3 separate regions of the Sus scrofa genome follow, and regions 2 and 3 are each linked to region 1. Evidence: chromatin contacts called from public HiChIP or PLAC-seq data. All regions are on one chromosome and are shown on one strand. Each heading gives the region's core, a stretch centred on a gene start, on an enhancer-like site or on the middle of the called end of the contact. The rest is flanking DNA. Distances are from core to core; before and after follow the strand shown.

Evidence for each region. HiChIP or PLAC-seq counts read pairs in DNA pulled down with a chosen protein or histone mark.
Region 2: a contact with region 1 is called in an H3K27ac HiChIP or PLAC-seq map of alveolar macrophages. The contact joins two enhancer-like sites. A contact is called at or near these places in 2 of 5 promoter capture datasets (fetal skeletal muscle and liver), 3 of 47 Hi-C or Micro-C datasets (alveolar macrophages, fetal skeletal muscle and skeletal muscle) and 1 of 2 datasets of contacts at active chromatin or transcription factors (alveolar macrophages).
Region 3: a contact with region 1 is called in an H3K27ac HiChIP or PLAC-seq map of alveolar macrophages. The contact joins two enhancer-like sites. A contact is called at or near these places in 2 of 2 datasets of contacts at active chromatin or transcription factors (alveolar macrophages and skeletal muscle).

What each region holds. Positions count from the first base shown.
Region 1 is chr1:77,651,678-77,655,086 of Sscrofa11.1, forward strand. It overlaps a transcript of FYN not described here. Among named protein-coding and RNA genes, the nearest start is that of FYN, 11 kb to the left of the region's middle. Within about 2 kb of position 1,699, at least 6 of the 83 cell types and tissues checked have an H3K27ac peak or open chromatin away from gene starts, as enhancers often do. A contact at or near this core is called in alveolar macrophages, where this site is marked.
Region 2 is chr1:77,818,266-77,821,674 of Sscrofa11.1, forward strand. No RefSeq gene overlaps it. Among named protein-coding and RNA genes, the nearest start is that of FYN, 180 kb to the left of the region's middle. Within about 2 kb of position 1,481, at least 1 of the 83 cell types and tissues checked has an H3K27ac peak or open chromatin away from gene starts, as enhancers often do. A contact at or near this core is called in alveolar macrophages, where this site is marked.
Region 3 is chr1:77,785,196-77,788,604 of Sscrofa11.1, forward strand. It overlaps a transcript of FYN not described here. Among named protein-coding and RNA genes, the nearest start is that of FYN, 140 kb to the left of the region's middle. Within about 2 kb of position 1,681, at least 19 of the 83 cell types and tissues checked have an H3K27ac peak or open chromatin away from gene starts, as enhancers often do. A contact at or near this core is called in alveolar macrophages, where this site is marked.

The DNA of each region.
Region 1 (3,409 bases), core at 449-2,948:
AGGTGTGAAAGGTACTAAAAGACAGAGAGACTTCACTGTTGTGTTTTCGTCACATCTGTGCTGGGAAGTGGGCAGTGAAGGCAGTGCTGAGAGTGGGTGGTGAATGCACAGAAAACCTCCACAGACATCTAATTAGGGGCAAAGCTATGATCAACTACAATCAACTCAGAGGACCGTGTAGGTGGCAAGTGGCAGAATCTGGGATAGAAGAACCAGGAGTGGGGTGGCTGGCTAAGTGGGTTCTTGAGAACCCACTGAGTTCCTAGGTACCTGGGGAAACCCAGTAAACTCAGGATGAGAGTGTCTGTTCAAGTCACCCTTGAAACCCAACCACGGAGCTGAGGTTATGAGGGTCTGCAGGCCCCTCTGTGAGCAATGGCTGAAGAGCCCACACGGGCAGGGCTCGAAGGTGGTGAGAGGATGAAGCAAAGCACTGTTGTTCACTGGACGCCTGCTGCAGGCAAAGGGACTTGCTCAGGGCACTGGGCAGAAACAATCTGTATTTTGCTCTCACTTTTCCTCTTGTTCCTTCCCCCTCTCCTGGTGGGAGTTCAGCTTGGCCTATTGATGCTTTGACTTTTGAGCCAATGATCCCTAGAATCTGGGGCAAGCCAAGCAGGGCACGGAACACTAACCAAGGCTGGTTAATTCGACCTCAAGTTTTGCAGAAACACCAAAGATCCAACAAAGACGTTTCTTCCTAATGTCGATATTTAGGGTCAAGCCTCTCTCCACTCCCTTTGGTTTTGTTCTATATAAACCACCAAAGGAAAACACAAATAAAAACAAAAATGGGGGCTTCTATTCATGAACCAGCAAAGAGAAACAGGAAAATCAGTATCGCTTCTGGGCCACAGCGGTAGAGATTGGCTTTCTGGGCTAAAGTGGCGGAGGGCCCAAGGGTCAGGCTGTCACCTGGCAGAGCCACAAGAAAACACATTAGCACAAAGTGGCTGTTTGAACAGGCGTCATCAACGCCCCCTCCCCACCAATGTGGAGAATGAAAGCCAAGGGGGTTCACTCTCCAAGGCCAGACAAAACCCAGCTTTGCCAATCTTTCCTGTCTCTAAGGAGCTTCCTCGCCAGATGACTCTGCAAATGCAGCCTCCTCCTTTCAAAACACAGTTAATTCTTTTTCCCTTTAATTTGTCACTTCCGCCAAGAAGCTCTATTCCTTTAAAGAAACAGAATGGACTTTGCCTAAGAATATTTTACTTTCCCTTTTGCCCTGGAGCTCATGTTTGTGTGGCCTATTTCTCCCTTTTCCACTGATTACTTATCTGGCTATGAAGTCAGAGCCCATCAAAATCTACTGCCCCGAGAATCTGGTGGTGGGGCCACTTGTATTGTGTTTTTGGAACGGAGGCCGACACCTTTTCTTTGAAGAAGGACATGAAGCCAGGTCCCTCCTCCTCTGGATCTTTATTTTGGCATGTTCTCAAGCTGCAAGACATCAGCAACACCAGCAGCCATGACTTTTGGGTCCCTTGCACTGGTTTAGAATTTCAAACCTTCTCAGAAGCTGTTTTGGTGTGAATGCCGATAGAGGAGCTGTCAGAAAACAGACCCCTCTCTAATTCCACAGCCTCTACTGGGACAAGGAACAACAGTGACGGTGATGATGGTGACAAAGGGAGCAGAGGGGCCACTGACCGGAGGCTGCCTCCTCCTGCCACTTCCTTGTCTAAGGAAATGAGGTCAGTCTGCCCTTCCGTGACATTACCTCCCTTGACCCTGGTGAGCCCCAGGCTGGTTGATGATGTGGTACCTGCTTCCACAAAACTTTCGCAAGAGGTCTCACTCGTGAACACAAGTGCCAACACAGACACAAGGAAATTAAAGGAGGGAGTTAGTAAGTAGGAGGGGGAGAACACGGGACCCACTGGAGGCAGTCAGTGATGCTTCCCCAGCAGCTGTAATAACAGTATCTGGGATGACAAATGGTGGCCACTTTGTGTGGGAGGAATGCGTGTTATGTGGACCAGACTACTCACTGATGACCTACTTGGCAGATGAGATCCAGTCAGAGGTCTGTTAACAGATCCAAAAAGGGAAGACTTGGTTTCTATATCAGCATACATTTATATATATATATATATATATATATTTTTTTTTTTTTTTGTATTTTTGCCATTTCTTGGGCCACTCCTGCGGCATATGGAGGTTCCCAGGCTAGGGGTCGAATCAGAGCTGTAGCTGCCGACCTATGCCAGAGCCACAGCAACACGGGATCCAGGCTGCCTCTGCAACCTACACCACAGCTCATGGCAACGCCGGATCGTTAGGCCACTGAGCAAGGGCAGGGATCGAACCCGCAACCTCATGGTTCCTAGTCGGATTCATTAACCACTGTGCCACGATGGGAACTCCCCAGCATACATTTATAAACACATATACAATTTATGGTAAAGCAAGTCAATAGTGACTTTTTACAGGGTGTATGTGTGAGGCAGAGGATGATGATTTTTTTCGGAGTGCTGTCTTGTAGAGGAATTGAACTTGAGGTTATCTCCTTAATGAGGACAGCAGAGCAGTTTATCTTCCCTTTTTCCAAGAGCTTGCAGGATTCTGGCATCAGATAGGGTCACCCTTGGCCTGAAGGGAAGAGGCCCAAATCCACCTCATTGAAGATAAGAGAGTAGTGAGAGGATAAAAGCTGCTGAGGGGTGGGGCAGACGCTAGCGGTCCCTCCAACTTCACCCTGATTCTCCCACAATAATAGAGTTTGAGGTCTATGGCTACATAGCTGAACATTACTGTTTTCAGACTCCCTTGCAGCTAGGTGTGGACATGTCACTGAATTCTGGTCAACTGGTTGTGAGTGGATGTGATACACCTGACTCTCGCATCCCTCAAAAGAGTGGGCTGCCCTTCATTCTCTCTCCGACTTCCTGTGGGCTGGAAAGTAGATGTGGTACCTGTAAACTGGCATCGACCAGGCAGAGGAGGGAAGCCCACCAGGGATGGCAGAGCAGTAGGAACCTGGGCCCCGGATGGCCTTGTAGGGCACAGCGTCAACCACCTTAAAGCTCTGATCTCTGACTACGACATGAGAGAGGCATATGAACACTTATCCTGTGGGAACCCCTATTTTTCTGGGGGAAGCGAGATGGGTGATGGGGTCTTTTTGTTATGAGAGGTGGCCTGTGCCCCAACACAAGGAGGCCATAACTCCAACATGGAGCTTTAGGGAGGCTCTGCTGACCACCTGTTCTTTTTCCCTTTTCCACCTCTAGAACCAATAAGAGCTTCCAATCTCCTTTGATACTACAGTTAAACTTGGATTAAGGCAAGTTCATAGCATAACAACCACAATGAATTGTAACAATAGCTACTATGAACTGAGAATTTATTTTCTGCTTGGCAGTTCACATACGGTATTTCATTTAATCCTCAGAACAACTTTGAA
Region 2 (3,409 bases), core at 231-2,730, 170 kb after region 1:
TTCTCCTCTCAGTTGCTGAAGATTCAAATTCCTGGGTGGCAGCATCCAATAGGCTGTGGGGGGATGGGGCTGTCTGTGAGGGATGGGGACAAGAGGCAGTCAAGAGGAGGGGGAGGGGTATCTGCCTTTCTTTAGCTTCTGTGAAAAATGCTGAAACCTTGTCCTAGACCAATTTAGATAACAGGACCCTCCCTCAAATAAGAGAGGAGGTGGAATGCTGGGTCAGAATTTTTAAAATGACAAATGCCCCATTGTAATCATTTACCCATATCTCCACAAGCCTCAAGTCTCCATGATTGAGTGTCACCATGCGTTTAATAGGAATTTCTTCCTTTCCAATCAAAATGCTGTTCTTTCCAAGAGAATGATAGGCCAGGTCCCTCCAGCAAAGTTTACACTATCTTCTAAAACGAAATTTCTCACATAAATAATTTTTTAACTTGCATGTATTCCACATTTCCCACAGAGAGCTAATTGTTCCTGAGGATGAAGGATTTGTGACAGGTCTTGCACGGATGTGAAATGTATGAGAATGGGAAGTTTTTGTTTGTTTTTTGTTTTTTGGGTTTTTTTTTTAGGGCCACACCTGCAGCATATGGAGGTTCCCAGGCTAGGGGTCTAATTGGAGCTACAGCTACCCACAGCCACAGCAACGCCAGATCCCAGGTGTGTCTGCAACCTCCACCACAGCTCATGGCAATGCTGGATCCTTAACCCACTCAGTGAGAACAGGGATCAAACCTGAGTCTTCATGGATACTAGCAGGGTTTGTTACCACTGTGCCACCACAGGAACTCCAGGAATGAAGTTTGATAGAATTTTTACCCTTGTTCCGACCATGAGAGGTCAGTTGGCCCTAGGCCCTTCCTGTTCATTATTGTCCTCCATGGATAAGATTCTTTTACTGGCTTCTCAGCTCACAGTGATTCCTACTTTCTGGGACTAGCTTCCAAAACTCAGGGGTGGGCTTTGGGAGACCATGTCTACATGAAGTGACCTGCAGCCCTTCAGCCTAGCCATAGCCAAATGATCAGGGGTAGACACTCAACCCATAATGAGCGAAGCATTATTTACTGAAAATTTGAAAACAGGATTATAGATACACAGCAGACTCGGCGTATTAGTCAGGAAAAACCAGCTGCTATACCAAACAATTCCTGAATCTCTGTGGTATTACGTAGCAAAAATTTACTTCTTTCTGAAGTCACAGTTCAATTGAATTTTTGTTGGGTAACTTTTCACCAAGTGATTGAGAGACCCCCTCTGCCCTTAACCAGGATTTCACTGGATTCTTCACAAGGGAAGAAAGAGAACTCCATGGCAGGTTTTAGGAGTCAGACCTAAATGTGAGAATGTTAGCTCACATTCTATTGGTCAGAGATAGTCACATGATACCCCTATATGCAAAAGTAGTCTAGTGGTATTCCTTAGGGGAAGAGGAAGTGGCTTTGGAGAGCAACTAGCCAGCACGCCACATTGGTTGATGGTTAAACTGACAGTGTTCTGGGGAAATGATCTACAAAGTCCTACTGCTGAGACCCGTGTAGCATGGCATATTCCTTCCTCTAACTTGGTTAGTCAACTCCTTCTTGGACTCACTAAGATAACTCTATATCTGTCCAATACATATCTTCTTATGTTCAAGCTAGATATGTTCACATACGTACAAAATGGTATATGTATAAGGACAATTTCAGCATTTTTGTAATCATGCAAGCTTGTATCCTAAGTGTCTGTCAATAGATGACTAAGTTGGATAAATTAAGGTACTTGCAACTGATTGTGCCTTAAAATAGACTCAGTTTTTTTAGACTTGGTGGAAAGTATTTATTCCCTCTCATCTTCTACTTTAGTGTAATTGACCCAGAACCTGGTTTCGCTAATCTAGAGAAAATAGGAAGTGGGACAAGAAAAATTGGACTGAGGAATTTTCAACATATATCCATGCAGAATAAAACTTGAGATTTTCTAAGGAAAAAAATATTGCATTGAGTATTCTTCAAGGAAGAAATCTTGCCCTTCATATATGGTCAACAGATAAGTACTGCCATCTGGAGTTCCCATTGCGGCTCAGTGGGTTAAGAACCAGGCCAGTATTTATGAGGATGCAGGTTCAATCTCTGGCCTTCCTCAGTGGATTAAGGATCCAATGTTGTCCCAAGGTATGGTGCAGGTTGCAGAGGCAGCTTGGATCTGCCATTGCTGTGGCTGTGGTGTAGGCCTCAGCTGAGCTTTAATTCGATCACTAGCCTGGGAACGTCCATATGCTGCAGGTGTGACTGTCAAAAGAAAAAAAAATTGGTACCATCCGACATGTGCCCTGGCAAAACCATCTCTGGCCCTCCTCGTGTCTAGCTTCATGAAGACTGCTAGGTTATAAAACTACCAAAACAAAACTGGCCAAGTTAGTAAAGCGACCCCCAAAATGAAATTTAGAGGAGGATAGCAGATATAACTTCCAAATTTTAAAATCATCTTAAATTTTTAGATTTTGTGTCTATGAGAAAACATCTGAGTTTCTGAGAACCAATAATATAAGCAGAAATAGTTATGTAGGGTGTGAATTTGGCAAGTGTGGAAACCAAGATACCTGTTATATTATAGAGGTTCAATTTTTCTAACTTATAAATCAAGGTCAATTGACCTGAACTTTGGAGATCTCAGCCCAGTCTGAAAGAACAGTGCTTCTTCATATGATCCATAGAATCAAAAGTCCAATGAAAATAAATCAGCCAGTGAAGACCTCAAATAGATTTAAATTATTAATGAGGATATAGAAATTATACTCATTTTAAGCCAAAAAAATCAAGTTTATCAGGAATGGTTTATCAAAATATCAGAAAATACTCCATACTGGAGTAAAATTGAAATTTATTCCATCCCGCACTTAATTTATCACGTATTTTACTTAATTGCCTTTGAATAAGCTGTATGCATTCCCCCCACACACTCTCTCACATACTCTCTCAAGGGAAAGAGAAACATTCTATTTCTATGCAAACCTAAAACTGGACAAGAACATTCCTTTCACCACTAAAAATTAACACTGAGCTGAAAATTCTAGTAAATGCAATGAAACAAGATGAAGTGATATGTATAAATAATGAAAAGGATACAGAATTCTTATTATTTCCTGTTGATGTGACTGTCTCCCTGGAAAGATCAAAAGAATCAATTAAAACTAATACATAATTAAAACTAATAAATAAATTCAGTAGGGAAGTCAATTGCCAAAGATCATGTGGTTAGGTTCTAAAAACAGTGAGTGCAGTGAAAGCTGTGCATAGCCAAAATGACCTTGAAAATTCTCCAAATTGCCCCCAAAATACTGTACACATAGGGATTATATATAAAAAACTCTATACACTGTTTCTGTATAGATGTATAATACACATGGTAATTTGCGGCA
Region 3 (3,409 bases), core at 431-2,930, 130 kb after region 1:
CTGCCACACTCCGTGCAACAGGACAGCACTGGCAGAGGTTAACCAGCTCTGGCAAAGGGGTCCTGACCATGTTCCCAGTGAGGGGTGCTCTTTTGCATGTGCGTGTGTGTATTTTTTTTTGGACCACACATGCAGCATATGGAAGTTCCCAGGCTAGGGGTCGAATCGGAGCTGTAGCTACTGGCCTACACCACAGCCACAGCAACACCAGATCCAAGCCGTGTCTTTCACCTACACCACAGCTCACGGCAATGCTGGATCCTTAACCCACTGAGGGAGGCCAGGGATCAAACCTGCAACCTCATGGATACTAGCTGGGTTTCTAACCTTGTAAGTCACAAAGGGAACTCCCCTACCAGTATATTTCACCCTCCCGCTGTCACAGGAAAGGACAATAAAACAGACGCCCAGCATATTCCCGGCTCTGGATGAGGCATGGTCATTCCACTCTCCCATGCTCTGCTAGGTCAGGAAAATTTTCTCCTAATTGGCCTTTAGGGCTCAGGACAGGATCATCTTTCTGCTCCTGCTTCCCTGTGGTCCCACTTCTATTGCCTTTTTTTTTTTTTTTTTTTTTTTTTTTTTGCTATTTCTTGGGCCTCTCCCATGGCATATGGAGGTTCCCCAGGTTGGGGGTCGAATCAGAGCTGTAGCCACCTGCCTACGCCAGAGCCATAGCAACGCAGGATCCGAGCCGCGTCTGCAACCTACACCACAGCTCACGGCAACGCTGGATCGTTAACCCACTGAGCAAGGGCAGGGACCAAACCCGCAACCTCATGGTTCCTAGTCGGATTCGTTAACCACTGTGCCACGACAGGAACTCCTCCTGGTTCCACTTCTAGAAGAACTGGTTTTCCTGTGCTCCCACAGTACTTCACACAGGACCTGTGTCACCATCTCCCCTGCTCGATGCCAGCTTGTCTGTGGCCAGGATGGCACTGAGCACAGTGCCTGCTACACAACAAGGCCTAGTGTCATCTCTGCAGGGGGCAACAGGGTGACTAATGAAGAACCAACCAAAGGAAATGAAGGAACTGAAACTGCACCGAATCAGGGGCCCTGCTGCCCCTGCATTGCGAGCAGAGGTGTGCGCTGGGGTGGGATGTATAAACCAGGACGCACCCACCTACCCACCCCCACACACACACTCAGAGGATGACCTGCTCCTTAAACTTAGTCCTGTGTCTTTAACTAGAAATAAATGATAAAGAGCCAATCTAGAGATTCTGCTGTCATTTTTTAACACTGTCCAGTGCTTCCTTTTTATTGAAAAAAATCTGAGAAGAAGCCAAGATTCAACACTTTAGAATCATAATCACGTCTTGTGTAAGATGGAGATTTAACGAAGGGCCGTGATGAATCCAAGACTCAAATCACAGTTCGGGCCTTTGTTTGATGATTTTAAGAAATGGAAGATGGAGAGAGAAATGAGGTATAATGGAGGTAGACTTTTCTCCTGCACAGAATCTCCTCTAGTCCCAATCCAACCCTTTTTACTACTTGCAAAAGATTTAAAATATTCATTGACCTGCCAAAAAACATCTGCACATTACCAGACTCGTCTTCACATATTCACGTCTGAATGGCTTCTTTCTGCTCCAACGATCACAGCTCTATTCAATCAACACTAAAGTGAGAACTCAGAGCTGTACGTGATGTGATGTCAGTGGCAACCGAGGATAAAATAGCCATTTGATAGCAGCTTCCATATCTAGCGTGTCAACGGGGGCAGTGTTCCCTCGGTTATTCTTAACTTAGGATCCAGGGCACAAAAAAGACCAGGCAGGGCCAGACTCTGCCACAATTCCAAAGAAAGCTGAAACGTACACAGAGTGTATACAGAAGCCCCTCAATGTTCCTCGGTGAAGGGGCGGCCCCTGGCTTGCTGCCTGAAGCCCGGGAACAGGCCCACTCTCACACTGGGTACCCCAGGGCCGCCCCAGCTGCACACAGACACTCAGTGCACCCCAAGCGCCTGTGTGGCCCACAGCTCAGCAGGCCCCAGGGACAGGATCCGGCTCAGACAAGGCCTTTTGTTTTGGGGTACCCCCTCACTGCCCTGTTCCCCCAGAAAAACAAAAAACAAAAAACATTTTTTTTCCTCTGCCCATTCACTCTGGCCCCAGATGAGCTCACTGTCCCATGTCCTCCTGTACGCGTCACCTAATGAAGTTCAAGATGGCAGAGTCTGAACCTCCCTCCCCCCCGGCCCCCAGTCAAGGTGCAGTGATAAGTCCATGTTCAAAAGGGTGAGGGGTGCAGGGCAGGGAAGAGCTTGGGAACAAGTCGATGCCACCCCGAGGGCAATCTTCAGCTCACCAACATTGAGGGGATCCCCAAAGGAATTTAATGGGAAGGGGCTGGTCCAGGAGGGGACAGCAAAGGTGGCTGGGGAACACTCTTGGGTCTCCCACACTGCGAGGACATAACAGGGCTTGGCCGACAGCAAATACACTTTGTCTCACCACCTCATTCCTATTTCTTTTATATAAATATTCATTCACCTCATTGAAAAATCTGGAAACTCTGGAACCCGCGTTTTGGGGCATCTCCCTTCTGGCCAGGGTTTCTACACACAGACAAATGCTAGTACTGGTGTGGCACTTCCATCTTGCCTGTCACAACAGACGGCACATACAACCTTCTGAGAGAGAACAGAGTACGGGGCGGCACCCCAAGTAGAGCAATGTACCTGGTCCAATTAACTGCAGGGGCTACTGCGAGCAGCAAGGTGCAAAGCATAGGCTCAACCACCTAATGATGCCTCTCATGCTATGAATTACTCTCGAAAACACAGAATTTTGGTCCAGAGCCAGGAAGGAAGCAGTTGGCTTGGAAACCAAGTTCTGTTCCTAGCCCTGCTATTTATTTGCTCTGTGACTGGGGAAAGAGAAAGAGTAGAGCAAGAGTCACATATTAAACAACCCCCACGGGCCAGGCAGGTAAAATAAATGAATGATGCAGGTTTGAAAGGGCTAGGGTGAGCTGAAGACCCCTGCCTCACCCCAAGAGGACAGCTGCACTGCTTGGGCAGGCCGCTGTCAATGACGGAAGGCAGGCTCGGTTTTGCCAGACCTTCCTCCCCCCACCAAGAGAAGCTGGGAATCTCAGTTTTTATACAAAACTGCCCAATTTTTAAGTGTTGGTTTAAATTTTTTAAATGCACCATGTGGGCCAACAAAATATAAATGAGGGTAGCATTCAGCCCAGAAATTGGTTTGCTATCTTTATAAGTCATAAGACCTATCCCTTGGTTTCTCTTTCTGTGAAATAGGAAATTGCCTGCTGTCTGCCCACCACTTGGGGTTTATTAAAGAAGACAGAAGAGGTTTTTATTAGCACTTAACCAAAAAAATCCAAGTACAGTCAGATGCCCAAAGCAGGGTAACTCGATCTCCTATTCTTT